Regions from separate parts of the Rattus norvegicus genome. Here region 1 is linked to region 2. Evidence: chromatin contacts called from public Hi-C data. All regions are on one chromosome and are shown on one strand. Each heading gives the region's core, a stretch centred on a gene start, on an enhancer-like site or on the middle of the called end of the contact. The rest is flanking DNA. Distances are from core to core; before and after follow the strand shown.

The links. Hi-C and Micro-C count contacts between places; a contact is called where the count stands out from the background.
Region 1: a Hi-C map of Schwann cells shows a contact between it and region 2, with 4 times the contacts expected there. The contact joins the enhancer-like site here to the promoter of Arid1a in region 2. A contact is called at or near these places in 8 of 12 Hi-C or Micro-C datasets (the A7r5 cell line, the Rat2 cell line, Schwann cells and 4 more) and 1 of 1 datasets of contacts at active chromatin or transcription factors (oligodendrocytes).

The regions. Positions count from the first base shown.
Region 1 is chr5:151,339,236-151,341,935 of GRCr8, reverse strand. No RefSeq gene overlaps it. Among named protein-coding and RNA genes, the nearest start is that of Rps6ka1, 61 kb to the left of the region's middle. Within about 2 kb of position 1,440, at least 10 of the 93 cell types and tissues checked have an H3K27ac peak or open chromatin away from gene starts, as enhancers often do. A contact at or near this core is called in the A7r5 cell line, Schwann cells and liver, where this site is marked.
Region 2 is chr5:151,263,972-151,266,671 of GRCr8, reverse strand. Arid1a (AT-rich interaction domain 1A) reads left to right here and starts at 1,286. Exons shown (of 20, transcript NM_001401279.1): 1 at 1,286-2,700. The coding sequence starts at 1,660.

The sequences.
Region 1 (2,700 bases), core at 191-2,690, 75 kb before region 2:
TACTGACTGGGGGTTGGGGGTTGGGGATTTAGCTCAGCGGCAGAGCGCTTGCCTAGCAAGCGCAAGGCCCTGGGTTCGGTCCCCAGCTCCAAAAAAAAAAAAAAAAAAAAAGAGTTCCGACTGCTCTTCCAGAGGTCCTGAGTTCAAATCCCAGCAACCACATGGTGGCTCACAACCATCTGTTATGGGATCCGATGCCCTCTTCTGGTGTGTCTGAAGACAGCTACAGTGTACTCACATATAATTAATACATTTTTTTTTAAAAAAGAAAGATGGAGGAGATGAAGGATATTGAGTTCAAGATAATCCTCTGTGTTCTCTATATTGAATATTAAAACTGAAGAAACAGTCTCAATTACCTCAATTTCCTTGGGTCTGCAGAAACATAAGTTCAAAATCCATGAACCAGCCTGTGTTTGCTTGCTTTTCTCTTCGTTTTTGTTTTTGTTTTGTTTTGTTTTGTTTTTGAGACAGGATCTCATGTAGCCTAGGCTGGGCTGGAAGTATGTAGCCCAGGATAACCTTGCACTTTGGATCCTCAAGCCTCATCTTCTCTTTATCTTTTTTTTTTTTTTCTTTTTTTCGGAGCTGGGGACCGAACCCAGGGCCTTGCACTTGCTAGGCAAGTGCTCTACCGCTGAGCTAAATCCCCAACCCCTTCTCTTTATCTTTAAAAATAAACTGTTTGCCCAATCTGGGGTTGGGGGTCAGTAGGATCAGGGGTCAGCAGAGCTAACACAGTCCTGTACACACTTCGTCAAGTTTAGTGTAAGCGGTGGTAAACAGTTTGTTCAAGAGAATTTTTTAAAAAAATTATCTATTTATTCTATATAAGTGTCTTCAGCCACACCAGATCCCATTACAGATGGTTGTGAGCCACCATGTGGTTGCTGGGAATTGAACTCAGGTCCTCTGGAAGAGCGGTCAGTGCTCTTTTTTTTTTTTTTTTTTTTTTTTTTTTTTTTTTTTTTTCTTTTTTTTTCCGGAGCTGGGAATCGAACCCAGGGCCTTGCGCTTCCTAGGCAAGCGCTCTACCACTGAGCCAAATCCCCAACCCATGTCAGTGCTCTTCTTAACCGCTGAGCCATCTCTCCAGCCCCTAACAAGCTCTTAATAATAGCACTTCCCCTCTGCCTTCCTGTGGAAAGCCTTGTGACATCAGTTCTTTATTCTTTTTTTTTTTTTTTTTTGGTTCTTTTTTTCGGAGCTGGGGACCGAACCCAGGGCCTTGCGCTTGCTAGGCAAGCGCTCTACCACTGACCTAAATCCCCAACCCCTCAGTTCTCTATTCTTGACATTTATTTCATAGTTTTATTTGGACTATTCATTCTATTTCTTTTCCTGACATACAGGAAACCTTTCAGTTACAATCCCTGTGTGTACGTAGCACCGTCTGTGCGGAAGTCAGAGGGCAACCAGTGGGCGTTGGTGCGATCCACCCACGTGGGTCGCGGGGATTGAACTCAGTTCTTAGGCTTGCCAGAAAGTGCCTTTACACACTGAGGCATCTCACCGACCCACGTTCCATTTTTATGAGTACCTCTGTTCATATAACAAACCAGTAAACCGTTGAAAGGGAGGGGGCGGACAGACAGAGAGACAGGCAGGTGGGTGGGCGGGCAGACAGACAGACAGGAAATAGGAGAGAAAGAGGCAGAAAGGTTTTGACTACATCAAAACCCTTCCCTTAGATGGGCGCTTTCGTCCCTATTTCCCTGCTGTTCTCCTTTTGACCAACAGGTGGCAGGCTAATCCCACAACAGGCGATCATGACTTTATTTAATCGCAATGAGAAGAAAATTGCTTCTTTTCCCACACGTATTTCTTTCCCCAGATAAACAGCGCGGTGAGCATCTGCCTGCTTATCAAGGAAGTGAGTCCCGTAAGAAGGTCGCTTTTCAGGCGAGGGACACGAGGGTCGCCAACACCGACTCTGAGCTTCGGGTTACAACACTGCAGATAAGCAAGTCCCTTAGAAAGGAGCCAAGGTTGCTTTAAAGTTCATTGTTAAAAATTCCACATAATCTACATTTCCCCAGTTAATAATCATAAAAAGTTTATAACCAGAAGTCACGGAGGCCCTTCTGTTGTAATTGCTAGGGTTTCAGAGTTAATGGAACACCCTTCTCACGGAGGAAAAGTTTTGGAAGCTAGCCCCCTTCCAGAAGCCCTCTACCCACCCTCCATGAGCTGCTCTCCCTCAGGAATCGCTTCCCAGCCCCTCACAAAATTGCCAGGGTAATTGACTCTTCCTGGGATGAGTTTGACTTCCCACCCTGATTTGGTAACAGACTTTGTTTTGGCGAGGTGAGGCTCTTTGTTTGCAAATGCACAATAAAAATGGCTTTTGAGTGACTTCAGAGGACGCTTTCTGGTGCCAATAGCAGATTCCAAAGCAGCTATTATCCCCGACGTGGGGGATCGGGTCCCTCGAGACTGTTTAAGTATCGGTTTTCAAAGTGCTTGGAACCTGCAATGTCTTCTGTGGTATATTTGCAGGTGCATAGTTGGCCCGGTGCTCCCGGATTGTAAAGGCCGCCTTGCTGTGGTAGCCGTAGACAGATTGAGCCTCTTGCTAAAATTGAGGGCTGCAATTCCGATAACAAATCTGATTCTAACTCTCCCGTGTCACTTCAGCCCAAAGGTGCCTTTGTCTCCCAAGAAAAAGAGGGTCGAAGTGAGTGAATGGCCCTTCAGCAG
Region 2 (2,700 bases), core at 37-2,536:
GTTTACATCTTCAAGGTACTTTTGGAGATTGGGGCTACTGGCCATTGTGAGCTAGGTTCCCTTAGGAAGTGCTAATGGAGCTTGGTTTGCCTGGAGGACTGTCTTAAGCCCCCAAAGCATCAGTAGCCACCATTTTAAGAGAAGTGGTGGGATGACCACGTTCGATTTCAAACCTCCTGACACTGATCCTGTTGTTGGATTTGTTCACAACGTAAGTGCCTCTCTTTTCTCCTTTCCTCCTTTTCTCAGGCTAAGTAGACAAGATGCAGCTTTGGCGACTCCACTTTTTATAGCTACACTCTTCTGCCCTCTGACTTTAAGTGACCTGGGCAGTCCTCTCTCTCTTCTGTCTGTTGGTAAAATGGGGGATAATCCAGACCTCATGCCCCCAAGGCCTTGTCAGGGAGGGCTAATGAGGGCAGGGCATGGAGAACCGATAGTTTGAACAATGGTCAGTCCTCCTTTGGGGCTAGCCAAAGGGGGCAAAAAGCAGGGCTCACTCAGCTGGGTCTCAAGAGCAGGTCTGCAAAAGGCTTTGAAGAAGAAAAGTGCTGCGGAGGTGCTAAGTCGCAGCCAAGAGACCAGGCCCTGTGCCAGGGGGTCAGGTCCCGGCCGCTGCGGCCGCGGTTTCGGGCTCAGGCCAATTTTGCAGGCGCGGGTAAAGTTCACGCGGCCCGCTCCCTTCAGATCGGCCAGGAGGGGACAGGCCAGGATGGGAACGCCGCGAGAGAGGCGGCGCAGGCTCCGGAGGCGCGGGCTCCGGGCCGGGTTTTCCCCGAAGCCTTCGGCGGCGGCGCTGCCGAGCGAAAGAGGCTGAGGGCTTGCCGCCGCCGCGGCTCGTTCTCTCCCCTCCTCCTTTGTGAGGGGAAGGGAGCGAGTCCATTCCACGGCCTGCGCCCGCTCCGCGCTCCACTCCGGGTTTTTCAGGCGGCCGCGACGGCGCTGGGTAAAATGGCAGTGCTGAGCCTCGTGTCGGAGTGAGGGGGACTCGGAGGAGAGTGGGGCGCTCTAGCTGCTCAGTCCCGCCGCCCGCCCGCCCGCCCGCCCGCCCGCTCGTTCGCTCGCCTGCCGCCGCCGCGCAGCAGCCTCGGCCCGAGCCGCGGCCGGGGAGGCGAGGCAGGGCGCCCGCCGGAGCAGCGCTCCTACTCTGCCTCCCGGCGCCCCGTCCGCCGCCGCGCGCCCTCCAGCCCGCCCGTCCCGGGTCCCCCCTCCCCCCCGCTCCCTCCCTCCTTTCCCGCCCCCTCCCCCTCGCCTCCCTCCCTCCCTCCCTCCTCCTTTCTCCGGCAGCAGAAAGCGGAGAGTCACAGCGGGGCCAGGCCCTGGGGAGCGGAGCCTCCACCGCCCCCCTCATTCCCAGGCAAGGGCTTGGGGGGAATGAGCCGGGAGAGCCGGGTCCCGAGCCGACAGAGCCGGGAGCAGCTGAGCCGCCGGCGCCTCGGCTGCCGCCGCCGCCTCCTCCTCCTCCTCCGCCGCCAGCCCGGAGCCTGAGCCGGCGGGGCGGGGGGGAGAGGAGCGAGCGCAGCGCAGCAGCGGAGCCCCGCGAGGCCCGCCCGGGCGGGTGGGGAGGGCAGCCCGGGGGACTCGGCCCCGGGGCGGGGTGGGAGGGGGGAGAAGACGAAGACAGGGCCGGGTCTCTCCGCGGACGAGACAGCGGGGATCATGGCCGCGCAGGTCGCCCCCGCCGCCGCCAGCAGCCTGGGCAACCCGCCGCCGCCGCCCTCGGAGCTGAAGAAAGCCGAGCAGCAACAGCGGGAGGAGGCGGGGGGCGAGGCGGCGGCGGCAGCGGCCGAGCGCGGGGAAATGAAGGCAGCCGCCGGGCAGGAAAGCGAGGGCCCCGCTGTGGGGCCGCCGCAGCCGCTGGGAAAGGAGCTGCAGGACGGGGCCGAGAGCAATGGGGGTGGCGGCGGCGGCGGAGCCGGCAGCGGCGGCGGGCCCGGCGCGGAGCCGGACCTGAAGAACTCGAACGGGAACGCGGGCCCTAGGCCCGCCCTGAACAATAACCTCACGGAGCCGCCCGGCGGCGGCGGCGGCAGCAGCGACGGGGTGGGGGCGCCTCCTCACTCAGCCGCGGCCGCCCTGCCGCCCCCAGCCTACGGCTTCGGGCAACCCTACGGCCGGAGCCCGTCTGCCGTCGCCGCCGCGGCGGCCGCCGTCTTCCACCAACAACATGGCGGACAACAAAGCCCTGGCCTGGCAGCGCTGCAGAGCGGCGGTGGCGGGGGCCTGGAGCCCTACGCCGGGCCCCAGCAGAACTCGCACGACCACGGCTTCCCCAACCACCAGTACAACTCCTACTACCCCAACCGCAGCGCCTACCCCCCGCCTCCCCAGGCCTACGCGCTGAGCTCCCCGAGAGGTGGCACTCCGGGCTCCGGCGCGGCGGCCGCGGGCTCCAAGCCGCCTCCCTCCTCCAGCGCCTCTGCCTCCTCGTCGTCTTCGTCCTTCGCTCCGCAGCGCTTCGGGGCCATGGGGGGAGGCGGCCCCTCAGCGGCCGGCGGGGGAACTCCCCAGCCCACCGCCACCCCCACCCTCAACCAACTGCTCACGTCGCCCAGCTCGGCCCGGGGCTACCAGGGCTACCCCGGGGGCGACTACGGCGGCGGGCCCCAGGACGGGGGCGCGGGCAAGGGCCCGGCGGACATGGCCTCGCAGTGCTGGGGGGCTGCTGCTGCGGCGGCGGCGGCAGCGGCCGCCTCGGGA